4 separate regions of the Sus scrofa genome follow, and all the other regions are linked to region 4. A link is a contact called in public Hi-C and HiChIP or PLAC-seq data. All regions are on one chromosome and are shown on one strand. Each heading gives the region's core, a stretch centred on a gene start, on an enhancer-like site or on the middle of the called end of the contact. The rest is flanking DNA. Distances are from core to core; before and after follow the strand shown. Region 1 overlaps WNT9A (protein Wnt-9a). Region 2 holds the start of IBA57 (IBA57 homolog, iron-sulfur cluster assembly). Region 3 holds the start of MRPL55 (mitochondrial ribosomal protein L55). Region 4 holds the start of SNAP47 (synaptosomal-associated protein 47).

Region 1 (3,337 bases), core at 690-3,189, 310 kb before region 4:
GAAAAATGACACCTGTCAGCAGGGCCGGCACTGAGCACCCTTAATCTCAGCCTGGGGGACACCAGGCTCCCTTTGTGTATTGTCCCAGTAGTGAGGGTGCCCCTTGGTGACCACTCTGGCTCAGTAGGCTGAGGCTCAGTAGGTTTTAGATGAGGCACAGTTGTCTGGGAAGTTGGCAAGGTCAAGTCCCTGCTTAGAGGTCAGCTTCTGGTGGGTGGGGAGCAGGCCCACTGTCCTAATGGGCCTTCACATCCTCTAGGGCCTGCCTTAGCAGTTGCCTCTTCCAAGAAGACAGAGGACAGTTCAATGGTATTGCTCTTTACCCGTAGCTTACCTCTTGGGAGGCCAGGGGGGTTCCTCGTGGGATTTCCTCCAAATTGCACTGGGCTGGCACTCCTGAGGCCTGTAGGGAAAGTCCCCTCTCCCATCTACTTCCTGGCTCTGCACTCAGGAGCCTGATGTGGATTCCAAGGTTCTCATTTACCAAGTGGGCCAGCCCTCTGCCCACCTCTGGCTCTGACCTCCACCACCCTGTACCCACATTGCTGGCTGGACCACTTCACCTTCTGGTCATGGCCTGGATGTTGGACAGAGACTTGGTGGGCAGTGCTGGAGTTCCAGGGGGCAGGTGGGAGGTAGAGACTAAGGATCCCATTGAGTGAAGTTTGGGGAGGTGGGGGCAGATGGAAAGGCTTGTGCTGCATACCAGGTCTGCAGGCATCTGCAGGAGGGCTTGGTGGCATGGGCTGGGTGATGACCAGCCTGTTTTCCTGCAGGGACTAATCATTAAGGGATATCCATGGGCTGGGCCTTGTGGCAGGTGGCTATGCCAGGGCCTCCAGTGGAGGGCAGCCCCACTCTGCTCAGTGTCAACCTGGGTGGTGTGTGCTGGCGGCCTGGCTCCGTGACCCACGGCCATGGCTCTCTATCCTTCCCTGCCCCTCCCAGTGAGGTTCCTGGCTGGCCTGGTGCCTCTGGCCACAAGAGGAAACCCAGCCGCCCAGCTGGCAGGCCCTGCACCTCGAGACCGGCAGCCGGACGAGGGAATGGAAAAAGGCAAGCCTCAAGCTGCGTTTGTTTTTCTTAGCGATACCTGAGGTAGACGTGGCCAGGGAAGTGGTCTGGCTCAAGAGTAGAGGGTGCCAGGGGCTCCCAGCCCAGAGCACATCAGGGCTGGCTCCCTCCCAGGCAGAGAGAGCAGCAGTGGCTGTTCAGGCCACCCCAGGGTAGGATGTTGATCAAGGCTGTCCCAGTGTCTTCCATCTATGTCTGGCATGGTGCTGCGCACCTGGGAGGCCAGCTCTAGGAAGGAAATCAGTCATCGAGGTGATTCTGGTCGTGATGAGAGGGGGGTCCTGTGGGTCTCTAGGCACCTGCTCTGCATCTTGCATGTCCTTCTTTGTGGCAGCTGTCAGTGAGGCCTGGGGGTGTGGTGACCAGGGCACAGAAGTGTCCTGGTCACTTTAGTTTCTCCACAAAGCCACTGATGCCTATCTTCTCATGGCAATCAGTGAACATTGTGTGTATGTGTGGGGGGTCCCACAAAGCCTCGGCTACCTGCCTGGGGACCTGTAGGCCTGCTCTTCTCTAATCTGGGCTCCACCATCTTATTCTGGAAAGGATGCAGTTGGCTGGTGGCCCTCAGAATCTGAGGGTCCCACAGGTTCTGTTTGCTTTGGCGGCCAAGTGTGGAAGGGGCATTTCTGTTAGGCTTGTGGATGCCAGGCTTGGTGGGCAGTGCTGTGGGTCCCAGTGTAGTGGAGTTTTCTGAGTCCTGTGTCTGCCAGCTGACTCCCAGGGTGGCCAGGCCTTAGCTAAGTAATCCCCTGGAGTAGCCAGTCAGTGATGTGGAGCTGGCGCTGATCAAGAGCTCTTCGTGCCCTGGAATGTTGGGGCCCTGTGAGGTGGGAAAGTCGAGGCCTGGTGGTTCTCACAGCTGATGGCAGTGACAGCTGTCATAGACACAAAGTCCCTGCCGCAGTGTGACCTGTTCGTGGGGCAATGCCCTGCTGCCCTTCCTATTCCCGTCCCTTGGCCCTCATTTTCTCCTTGGCACAGCAGGGCACCCAATGATGGTGGAGATTAAAGGGAGCCCCAGGCTCTGGTGGTGGTATCTGTGCCCACCCTACACCTGCATGCCTGAGTGAGAGGCTGCAGGCCACAGGAGGATGGAGGGTTAATCTCAGAACCAGTTCTCAGCATTGGAATTTGTTTTGAATTTGATTCACACAGAAATTAAATGCCGTCTGGTGGGGCTGAGGTTTCCTTGGCAGAGTGCTGTGGCTTCTGGAAACTCTGGCCTCTTCTCTTTCCGCCCAGCCTAGGGTCTGAGCTTCCCATGTGCAGGGAGCTTGGTTTGTGGGCAGGGTAGCCCTTGCGGTGGCTGGGCCTGTTGGTAGGAGGAAGGGCAGTCAGAATCTGTCCCCTACCCAACCACAAGTGAGAAGGAGTGAGGCATTCTAGGGGCTGAGGGGTATGGGACAAAGACGGCCCCAGTGCTGGCACCCACCCTGATCTGACAGTGCTCATCCTGTTACCTGGCTGTCCTTCAAAGTAGGTATGAGGATATGAGACTGGCTGAATGCTCATAGGAGCTGCCCTGGTAATCTCTAAGCAGTCAGGCATGACAGCCTCAGGCCTGGCCCACAAAAGGGGTTGGGCATCTCCAGACATGGCTCTGTCTGTCCTAGGTTCGTTCCTGCTCTCCTCAGGGGTGCATGTGGTCTCTGAAGAGCTGTTGCAGTCTAGTTGGGGCAGGGCGAGCCCTCAGCAATGTGGGACCTAATCCAAGGTGAATTAGTCTCCAGATCCTTACCTTGATTACATCTGCATGTTCTGAGGTTCCAGGTGGATATGAGTTTGGGGGACCTTTACCCTCTGCTTCAGATTATTCCTGCAAACAGTCTCTCAAATATAGCAACAGCATATGGTCAGAGATAACTTGGTGTGTGTGGAAGTGCAGCCAAGGACTTGAAGAAATGATGGCAGCAGACCAGTAAACAGAGCATCCCACACTGAATAAAACAGTTCTCGGTGTGCCTTCAAGAGCAAGATAAGCTTGGGATATCTGTAAGGAATGAGAAGCCACAAAAACTGACCCAGCAAGTTTGGAAAAACCAAATAGAATTGGGAAAAAAATTCAAGTAATAGACTGATTTGAAAGCAGATTAGAAATAGTTGAAGAGAATTGGTGAACTTTAAGATAGGTCAAGAGAAATTACCCATGGGAAGGCAAATGCATGGAAAACAGAGAGGATGAGAAACCTGGGAACACTGAGGAGGCCGCCTGTGTCACCAGAGGCCCAGAGGTAGAAAAGAGGGGGAATTGATGGGGTGA
Region 2 (3,187 bases), core at 234-2,733, 460 kb before region 4:
ATGACACTTCAAGACATAAGGATGAAAAAGAGCCCTCAAGAGCTCCTAGAGAAAAAGTCATCACACACAATGGAAAGCAGTGCCAGCAGCAGCAAGACAGATCAGGGCTTCATAAAATTCAGAGATGATTTTCAGCCTAGAGTTCTACACCCAGCTAAGACATCAGGTAAAACCATGTGAAGGAGTCAAAGGTCCACCTGAAGTATCTTATCTCTCAACAAGCCACTAAACTACATACTCCTCCAGAAGGCAGGAGTATACTGAGGAAGATGCAGATGAGGACCCACAAATAGAACAGACATGGGAGTTTCCAGGACAGCCTCAGAGGGAATCAACAGCCTGCAATTGCATGAGAGATTTTAGAGGTACCAAGCCTGAGAAAGCTAAGCAAGTGAAAACAGAAAGCTCTACACAGCAAAGGACAAGGCCACTGACTTGGCTTGTCCTGTTGACCATCATGGCACAGTCATGATAACATCAGCACAGACTGATGTAAAACACCAAACACTGATATCACTAAAGAGAGATTTCTGAGAGAAATGTATGTGCGCTGGAGGACTCAGAAAGTAATAGCGGAAGCCAGTGGTGCAAGGCGGCTTCCTACAGGTGCCGCGACCCCTTTTCCGTGCAGTGGGTCTGAGCAGGAGCAGAGGCCACATGCAAAGTCACGCAGATCTTCCCATGGGTGAGTCACGGGCCCATCCCTGGGTGCTGGCTCTGGCCCACCTATGGCAGCCCTGTCCCTGTATGCGGGTTCCCAAATACCCTGCCCTGGGCGCCCCTCCCATCCTCAGGTGACCTCCCCTGTGGGGGCCCACTATGGCCCACCGTTTGCAAAAGCTCCCAGGTGTCCCTCCTCTGGACGCCCTGCCCTGCAGATCCTCTCCTGAATGACCATCCTGGGCCTAGGTGCCCCGCCCCTCCTCCGTACAGACCCCAACCCTGGGAGCCCTCCATAGGAGCCCATCCCCTAAGTCTTCTCCCGGCCGCTCTGGGTGATCCCACTCCCCACCTCCACGCCGGCACTGGAGCCTGCGCAGTCCCTGCCACACCCTGCCACACCCTGCGCTCACCCGTAGAGAATGACGTCATAGAGTGTGCGTCCCTGGACGTTAAGAAAGTGGGCGTAGCCCGCGCGCGCCACGGCCGAAGCGGGACCCGGAAGCGGCAACTCATTGGTCAGCAGACCCAGGAGAAAGGGCGCCGAGTCCGGCCCGCGCACGCGTACCAGGGCGCGCTCGCCCAGCAGGAAGTAGGCCCAGGCCGTACCGCCCGCGGGGTCACCACTCTGAGAGCAGGAACCTTGAGCCAGGCGGCGCCTCGGGGCCGCGCGCAGCCTCCAGTGCCAGGCTAGGCCGCTGCGCCCTGAAGCCGCGCCCCGGAGCAGCGCCGCAGCCGCCATCTTGGGGAGGAGCGAGGCGGCGGGAAGGGGCTCCGTGCGGCGGCGCGGGCAGGCGCCACAGTACCTGCTGTAGGCGGACGAGTGGAGCGCACGCGGGTGGGGGGGCATGGGGCGGGGCGTGCGCAGGCGTGCGCGGGCTGGAGCCTCTGCCGCCCTTAGAGGCGGGGCTGGGGGCACTTGCAAGAGTGGCCCGGGTGAGGGTGGGCGGAGCGTGTGGCGGAGAGAGGTCTTGGGCTGTCGGTCACCCTTACACTCCTGGGCTGGCCCTCTGCGCCTCGGTTTTTAGAGCAGTTTCTGCTTGCTTTATTGTAGCGGGGAGCCCATGACCTAAACCCTACCATCCTAACCATTTTTAAGTGCACATTTCAGGGGCATTAAGCGCATTCACACTGTTTTGCAGCCTTCTCCACCCTGCAGAACTTTCTCATCTTTCCAAACGGAAACTCCACCTTAATCAAACGCTGATCCCTGTCTCCTTCCCCAGCCCCTGGGAACTCCATTCTACTCTTTGTGAACCTGACTCTTATAGGAAATTAATAGAAGTGGAATCATGAAGTGTTTGCCTTTTTGTGACTAATGGCTTCCAGGTTCCTCCGTGGTATATTATATGTCAGCCTCCTTAAGGCTGAATATTCTACTCTATGTATATACCACATTGGATTATCCATTCACCGATTGATGGACATTGTATTGTTTCCACCCTTGGCTATTGTGAATAATGCTACAATGAACAGGGATGTGCAACTATGCTTTCAGCTCCTTTGGTTATTGTGTAAAATACACACCTGTATATCCTATGCTCTCACTTCTGACACTTCTGATCACTAAAATGTAGGGGGGGAGTTCCCCACACCATACAGTTCTCCAACACCAGCTGAGTGTCTTACATTTTTAACTCAATTATGAACCATTTATACCAGGAAATAGCATCAGGTCCTGTAAGACTGCGTGTGTACACACACACACACACACACACAATCTTCAGATGCCAAAGTCCAGGTTGTTTCCTTTCTTCTGACCAACCAGCTATAGAGCAAAGGTTCCAATAGCCCTCTCCTTGGGTTCAATTAATTTTCTAGAGTGGTTCACAGAAATCAGAAATATTTTACATACTAGATTACTGATTTATTATAAAAAGGATATAACTCAGGAACAGCCAGATGGAAGAGATGCATAGGGCAAGATATGTTGGAAAAGACATGGAACTTTATGCCCCATGGGCACCACTCTCCCCAAATTGCCGTGTGTTCCACAACCAAGAAGCTCTCCAAATCCAGTCCTTTAGGGTTTTCATGGAGACTTCATTATTGAAGCACAATTGATTAAATCATTGGCCATTGGTTACTGATTCAACTTCACTCCTCTGAGGTCAGGGTGGGACTGAAAGTTCTAACCCTCTAATCACAGGGTTGGTTCCCCTGCCAACTAGCTCCCATCCTTAGGGGCTTTCCAAAATCACTTCATTAACATAAACTTGTTGACCAGGGCTTGCTAAGAATATCGGGACAAAATATATTTTTTTAAAAAAAGAATATTGGAGTTCCCACTATGGCATAGCAGTTTAAGGATCTGGCATTGTCTCTGTGGCAGCTCGGGTTCAATCTCTGGCCCAGTGCAGTGAGTTAAGGATCCAGTATTGCTGAAGCTGTGGCATAGGTCACATCTGAGGCTCAGATTTGATCCCTGGCCTAGGAACTTCCATGTGCCTCAGGTACAGCCAAAAAACAAACCAAAAAAAAAAAAAAAAAATATATATATATATATATATATATATATATATCACTC
Region 3 (3,516 bases), core at 781-3,280, 440 kb before region 4:
GGGACTGGGGGGGGTCATTCGCCACCCCCCAACCACACCATAATACCCGCTTTCTTTCTGCTCTTCCTCAAATCCTTTGAATATGTTTCTTGGGCTATGCTAAATGTGACATGAAAGGTTGAGATTAACAGTCTAGGAGTTTTTTTTAAAAAAAGGCTGGGTGCAGCTTAAAACTCCTAGAATCTGCTACCCAAAGAAACCGTTGATCTTACCAGTTCTAGATGAAGATCAAAGGCTGGATCAAAGTACTCCTAGAATCTAAAAGAAAGCTCAGGCAAACTGCATCTATCACAGGTGTGCACCAACCCGGATGGTGAGCTGGCCTGGTGTATGAAAGTGTGTACAATTCTTACAAGAGGGCAGAGTAGGGCTCACGTGGCAGGAAATTCAGCTTGTCAGTGATAAGACAGGAAGCCACACCCACCCTAGATCTCTCCTGGGGTGAAAGTGAAGGTATTCACGGTATAGAAAGTCTAAGAGTGACAGAAAAGTCCAGAAAACCCACATTTGGGAAAGTATGATGTCAAGGGGCACTGACAGGGGGCTCACGCAAGGCTGACCATGAGAAGCACATCACAGCCTCCCTTCTCCTGTCCCCGTAGGCTCCATCCTACATTGGCCAATCACCACCTCAGCTTCCACCTCCCCGACCCCTATTGAAACAGGTGAGGCACACCTCAATGCTCCTCCCCAAACCAGCACTTGGATGAAGGAGGCTCACTCTCTCTCACAGCTCCCAAGACAATGTCTAAGAATTGCAGATGGGGAGCTCCAATAACCTACACTTGGGGTGTCTTGTCCTGAGGAAAAATGAACCCCAACTACCATGCCCAGGAGTCAGGAAGGCCAACAACCTGCTCCTGTATGGAGTACTCATAACTGCAATGTCCAGCAGTGGGGCAGGCCAGGAACCTGCAGCAGTCTTGGGGGCCCTCCTGGCTGGGAGTCCTTGAAGCAATCAGTTCTGCCTACCCAGAATCTCCCCAAACCCCCACCCCGGGTTTGCAATATGCGGTGGGAAGGGAACACAGCACCAGAGCTGGACTATCTGGAGAATTTCCCAACTGTTTCTGCTGCTCCCCTTTAACTCAAGGTAGACCACACATTTCCAAAAGCCAGGTGAGAGAGTCGGAACTTCGGGGACTGTGCCATACCAAGAGTCACCTCAAGGCCTTCAAAACCCTTATCTCCCAGGGTATTCTGTTCTGCTGTGTGGCCCACCTTGGGGAGGGGGGTCAGGTTGCTTCCCCTCTCCGCCCCTCCGCATCCTGCACAATGGCTTCCAGCAAGAAGTCCTGAGGCTGCGGGGGTTTTACAAACTGTCTGGAGCTTCCCGTGCCAGAAGAATTTCTTCCTACATTTTGAGGACTGACAGAGGAACCAGCTTTTAATTTGTGTAAATAAAAATAATAACTACCAAAAGCAACTCTAACACACAGAATACAACTTGAAAATAAAGGGAAGCCCTTTAAAAGGAGTAAATCTGCCCCCATAAAAAGATGCGCTCCCTGAAGACCGTGTCTCCTGCCTTGCTCGCTCGCTCTAGGATGGAGCGCTGCAACCCTGAGGGAAGCCGAGGGCAGTTCGGGTGGCTGGTGAATAACAATGCACGAGCACAGCTATGAGTCCCTGAGGAAGGTCCACGGCACTGGCGCTCAGCAGGCGCGGGGGCGGGGGGGCGACTCACACGTGAGCTGCTGTGTTCCCCCCCTCTCCGCGGCGGATTCGGACCGCGAAACGCCAGCCCGGGGCCCGACACCCCAGGAAAACCCTCGCGGGGCTTGCAAGCGCCCAGACCTCTGCCCGCTGTGAGGGGCCGCCACTCACCGTCCGAGGTGGCCCGGCCCAGGGCTGCAGCCGCCAGCCCGGCCAGCGGGCGCCGCAGCATCAGGGGCCGCAGCTGCCGCCTGCGGGAACATACGTCACAGCGCCGCGCCGCTCCCGCCCCTCGCCTTCCATCAAAATACGTCAGCGGGGCGCCGGATGCGCCTCGGCCAGCCGTAAGTCAGAGCGGCGCTGGTCTCGCCCCGCCTCTCAAGGCCGTAAGTCGGCGCTGCGAGTCACTTCGCGGCGGAGCCGCACGAGGACTGGAAGCTTGGTGTGCAGTGCGGGTGTCCCCGGCTTCGGTCAGTCCCGCACCTGATTCGTCAGTGGTAGCCAGGCCGCTGGTCCTCGAGGCCGCCTCGGAGCCGGTGAGAGTGGCAAGTCGGTGTCACGTGGGCTTGGATGTCTTCCTCCAAGGGAGGGTCTGGGCCCCGCCATGAGCCTCGGGAACGCGAGGGCGAGAGGATGAGCGGGCATTTTTTGAGATGTTTATAGCATTTCATTTGCCTGCCAAATCACTTCTTAAGGCGGAGAGAGGCCTGCAGATGCCCTGCCCTGACAAGGTATAGCCAGGCAAGCTTGCCTATCTTGGCCGGGAGGATTCTTTTCTGGGTCTTCATGTCCACGATCTCAGTGGTGAGGCCTTTGAAACAACTGGTTTGTCACCGCGGAAACCCAAGCTTAGCAAGCTTGAGCTCCCCTTTTATAATCCTTATCTCGTTGGATTTTGTGAAATGAAATGACCTTGGAAAACATGGTAAAAGCTAGTCTTCACCATTTACGTTGCATTACATCTTCAGAATGGCTTCCCCGACTCAGCAACCTACCAGAATGGGCCCGGGCCCTGCTGCAGATTGAGTCAGAGTCTTTGGGAGTAGGACTGGGTCATCTGCAGATCAGAAATCTTCCATTTGATTCTGTTGCCAATTTCAAGGCTGAAAACCTGATAGGATATTGGGAGAGACTGGCACTGATCTTGTAATATCTGTCAGAAACTGCTTTTTGTTCCTGTCTGGAATTGGGTAAGGATCAATTCTATGAAAAAGCATGCCTTGGAGTTCCCGTCGTGGCGCAGTGGTTAACGAATCCGACTAGGAACCATGAGGTTGCGGGTTCGGTCCCTGCCCTTGCTCATTGGGTTAACGATCCGGCGTTGCCCAGAGCTGTGGTGTAGGTTGCAGACGCGGCTCGGATCCCGCGTTGCTGTGGCTCTGGCATAGGCTGGTGGCTACAGCTCCGATTCAACTCCTGGCCTGGGAACCTCCATATGCCGCGGGAGCGGCCCAAGAAATAGCAACAACAACAACAAAAAACAAAAAACAAAAAAAAAAGAAAAAGCATGCCTTTTAGAAAGATCTCTTATTTCCTTGCCTAGCAGGTCATCCCACTGGCCGTGTGACTGACCCTGGGGCTTCACCTGCTGCAGGGGCTCTCAGGAGGAATGGCAGCCAAGGGCAGCCTGCTTCGGTAAGCATGGACTTCCAGGCCTCTTGGGACTGCCATAATGGGGCCACACAAAGAATGCCAACTCAAGACCCTTAGGCTGTCCTCAGTAAAGCCTCCAGAACCAGTATGTTTATGTGAAGTATACATACAAATACATATTGAGGGTTGAGGGAGGAGTGGAAGTGACTGGCGAGTACCTAGAATGGAACAGTTATGATGGTGGGCACTCCTAATCAGAGCCTGCTG
Region 4 (3,255 bases), core at 48-2,547:
CTTCTCCTTCTTGTAAGTTTCATACTCCTTGAAAAGAGTACCCCCTCAAGCCCCTCTCCAAAGTTTAGAGCCCCAATATCCCCAGAATCTCCCTTATGCCACCTATAAGGCTAAATAAACAAGATTACATGTTCACTATTTAATAAAGGGGCGGTAGGTGCCTCTCCTCTTCCCTTTGGGTGTTTCCTTTGGTCAGGAAGGAAACAAATTCAAGTGTTCAGATTTCATAAGGCATTGTCACCACCTGCTGACTCAGAGCTGTAAACACGTACCTCCAGAACTGAGGCAAGAGTCTCTCATTAGGCACAGACTACACAGGTGCATCTATTTTTCCCTCAAGGAGATGAGAGAGTTCTCAACATTTCTTTCTTCCTGTGTGTGAAATGTGGGAAGACCTACCCAGCTGTGTATTCTACTGCAGATGCCTTACATATATGTAATCTGCTCATACAGCAATGAAACTGTTTTCTTCCTTTCCATATTGATACGAGTAGGACTGTATTGGCAGGACATCTATTTCTGCAACATGCTGAGACCCTGATATGGCACCCCCACCTAAGCTCCCCTTTTATGTAACCCTATTCAGATATGTTTTTGTGCACAGCCTCATATCACCACATTTGATCCCCCACACCTTCACTCAGAACCCTCCCTATTCCCCCAGCATCCCCTCCAGTCCCCACTATCCCCTTCAGGTCCTACCATCCTCTCCTGGTCACAGCATTTCCTCCAGGTCCCCAGCAGCCCCCTAGTCCCCTAGCATCCCCACCAGGTCCCATCATCCCTTCCAGGTCCCCACTATCGCCTGAGAGTTACAGCACTCCTTCCAATTCCCCTATCACCCCCCTAGGTCTCCCATCGTCCTAGTTCCCCAGCATGCCCTCCAGGGCTTCAGCATCCCCTCCAGGTCTTCAGCATCCCCTTAGACCCCCAGCTTCTCCAGGACCCCACCTTTGACCCTTGTGCTCTCTGTTAGCCCAGCCACGTCCCACCACCTTCCTCAGTCCTTGAAGCACTGGAAAGAGGAGAGATACTCACCTGGGCAGAAGCGGCGAGAGGGACTGTGCCAAGGGACGCCTGGAAGAGCTCCGGGCACAGGCCCAGCTGCAGACTGGGGACACGACTTACCTGAGTTGCTGGGGAGGTGCGAAGACGGCGAGACTAGGGGCCAGCACCGTTCGACAATTTCTGAAACCGTGCGGACCCTGAGCTGGATCACAGTCTCAGTACACCGCTCCTGAGTCTGCCCAGGCGGGCCGCAACAAGCAGAGAGCATGCGCCCAGAGCTGGGCTGGCTGTGTTTCTGGCTCGGGCAGGAACTCTTGTCTGCAAACTCTAGGTTCCGCACGAGGGCGCCGGGCTGACGGCGGACTCTGCAAGCGGCCGCGGGTGCGTAGCGTGTACGCCGGAAGTAGTTTTCGCACATACTTCCTTTTTCACTTCCTAGTTTAAAGAACAGATAAGTGGGAATACAGAAACCACATTCTGGGTTCCTGACCTTCTGCCGGACGGCAGCCGGGAGATCTGGCCGCTGGCTCCAGCATCGCTGGCAGCCCCTCCGCGTCCAGCACCCCCTCCTACTCCCGCAGCTCTTCCGACGCTCCCAGCCCCCCTGTTCCCAGCAGACCCTCACGCAACGGACTCTGAGCCTAGCCCAGCATGGACAGACAGATGCGCGCATTTGCCGAGAGCCACTTCCGAGGCCTCCAGGGAGGTCTCTCCAGCAATGTCAGCCCGAAACTGGACCACGTGGACTTCATAGAGAATCCAGACTCCTTTTCCTACGCCGACTTCTTCAAGGGCTATCTGCTCCCCAACTTGCCCTGTGTTTTCTCCAGCGCTTTCACCGAGGGCTGGGGCAGCAGGAGGCTCTGGGTGACGCCAAGCGGAAAGCCCAATTTTGATTATCTGCTTCAGAACTATGGTAAGGACTGAGCGCGAGTGTCCCAGGCAGGAACACCTTGGAATGCAGCACAAAACTCCAGCCAGTGTCCTTTGACCCTCGCCCTACCTATATTCCCTTAGGTCAGACTGTGAGGGTGCAAATGAGGGGAGCCACAAGAGGACTTGAGGGAGGCAGGGAACATGAGTTAATCCCCAGAGGAATTCTTCTGGAGACGGTGTAGCAATGAGTTGGAGGGTGGACAGGGTGGAGGACTCTCAGAAAAGTTTGTGCCTGACCCTTTCCTTTCAGGAGATGTGGTTGTACCTGTTGCAAACTGTGGGGTGAGGGAATACAACTCCAACCCCAAAGAACACATGCCCCTCAAAGACTACATCAGCTACTGGAAAGAGTACATTCAGGGAAACTACTCATCTTCACGGGGCTGTCTCTATCTCAAAGACTGGCATCTGTGCAGGTAAAGGGGCCCAGAACACTGCTTTTCCTAGTCATGAGTGAGGAACTTGTCTTTTCTCCAGTTATGAATTTAATCAGTGTAAAAAACCCACTCTCTTCAGCCTGGTTGGAATGTCATTCTCTCCAATCATGGCCATCTCACCATGCCTGCGCGGGGTTGGCTGCGTGAGGAATGTGGGCACCTCTGGCAGAGGCTCAGATGGCCTGTGATTACCTAACTCTTTTTTGTCACTGTTTTTCCCGGAGCTGCCCTTGTCAGTCTCACTTCGATCTAACTGGCAGCACCCAGCCTTCACCAGTGCTCAGATGCCTCTGGGACCGGCCACCCCTATCCAAACCTACTTCTCCAAATCAAGCCTGTTCTCCTCTACCTTGGCTGCTGCCAATCTCCAGACTAGCTGCCCTGCCTCAAGTCCTGCACCCCACTGCTAGGCTCATTAAAGCTAGAGCTTTCCAGCGGGACTGTGTCCTGCCCATTTAAAATCTCCATCACTAACAAGCAATACCAGCTCTTAAATGAGGCCTTCTGAGGTGTGTCCTCCTACCACACACTTCTTCCACTTGGGGAGCTCAAAGGATGCTACTCTGAGAAATGTCTCACTCTAGTGGACAGCCCCACCCCTTCTGGTGTTCCCACTCTCAGTGGCCCTTAGATTTTGTAGCCATTTCCCCTGCCAAGGGTATGTTTCCACAAACACAGAGGGAGTCATAGTCAGGCGCCCACCAACTGGCACTGAGTAGATGCTCAATTAATGAGTGAGTGAACAATCAAATTCTTGTTTTGCTGATGTAGGAGCTAAAACTCAAAAAAAAAAAAAAAATTCAGGCCCTTGTCATTCCCAAGACCAATCCAACAGTACATGAAGGGCACTAGCATCCTGCTCAAAGTTTTCCCT

What was found. A called contact is a pair of places that touch in the nucleus more often than the background predicts. HiChIP or PLAC-seq counts read pairs in DNA pulled down with a chosen protein or histone mark.
Region 1: a Hi-C map of fetal skeletal muscle shows a contact between it and region 4, with 2.8 times the contacts expected there. The contact joins the enhancer-like site here to the promoter of SNAP47 in region 4. A contact is called at or near these places in 5 of 5 promoter capture datasets (fetal liver, fetal skeletal muscle, liver and 1 more), 22 of 47 Hi-C or Micro-C datasets (blood, brain, embryonic fibroblasts and 12 more) and 2 of 2 datasets of contacts at active chromatin or transcription factors (alveolar macrophages and skeletal muscle).
Region 2: an H3K27ac HiChIP or PLAC-seq map of alveolar macrophages shows a contact between it and region 4. The contact joins the promoter of IBA57 here to the promoter of SNAP47 in region 4. A contact is called at or near these places in 1 of 47 Hi-C or Micro-C datasets (heart right ventricle) and 1 of 2 datasets of contacts at active chromatin or transcription factors (alveolar macrophages).
Region 3: an H3K27ac HiChIP or PLAC-seq map of alveolar macrophages shows a contact between it and region 4. The contact joins the promoter of MRPL55 here to the promoter of SNAP47 in region 4. A contact is called at or near these places in 1 of 5 promoter capture datasets (liver) and 2 of 2 datasets of contacts at active chromatin or transcription factors (alveolar macrophages and skeletal muscle).

Annotation. Positions count from the first base shown.
Region 1 is chr2:51,118,938-51,122,274 of Sscrofa11.1, reverse strand. All of the region lies in intron 1 of WNT9A (protein Wnt-9a), which reads left to right. Among named protein-coding and RNA genes, the nearest start is that of WNT9A, 7.7 kb to the left of the region's middle. Within about 2 kb of position 1,939, at least 13 of the 83 cell types and tissues checked have an H3K27ac peak or open chromatin away from gene starts, as enhancers often do. A contact at or near this core is called in fetal skeletal muscle, omental adipose tissue and skeletal muscle, where this site is marked.
Region 2 is chr2:51,274,648-51,277,834 of Sscrofa11.1, reverse strand. It overlaps IBA57 (IBA57 homolog, iron-sulfur cluster assembly), which reads right to left and starts at 1,483. Exons shown (of 3, transcript NM_001244830.1): 1 at 1,074-1,483. The coding sequence starts at 1,402.
Region 3 is chr2:51,246,108-51,249,623 of Sscrofa11.1, reverse strand. It overlaps MRPL55 (mitochondrial ribosomal protein L55), which reads left to right and starts at 2,030. Exons shown (of 4, transcript NM_001244964.1): 1 at 2,030-2,192; 2 at 3,203-3,291. The coding sequence starts at 3,266. It overlaps GUK1 (guanylate kinase), which reads right to left and starts at 1,959. Exons shown (of 8, transcript XM_003123613.4): 1 at 1,828-1,959. The coding sequence starts at 1,888.
Region 4 is chr2:50,810,351-50,813,605 of Sscrofa11.1, reverse strand. SNAP47 (synaptosomal-associated protein 47) reads right to left here and starts at 1,297. Exons shown (of 7, transcript XM_021083339.1): 1 at 1,129-1,297. JMJD4 (jmjC domain-containing protein 4) reads left to right here and starts at 1,426. Exons shown (of 6, transcript XM_003123609.5): 1 at 1,426-1,924; 2 at 2,195-2,360. The coding sequence starts at 1,660.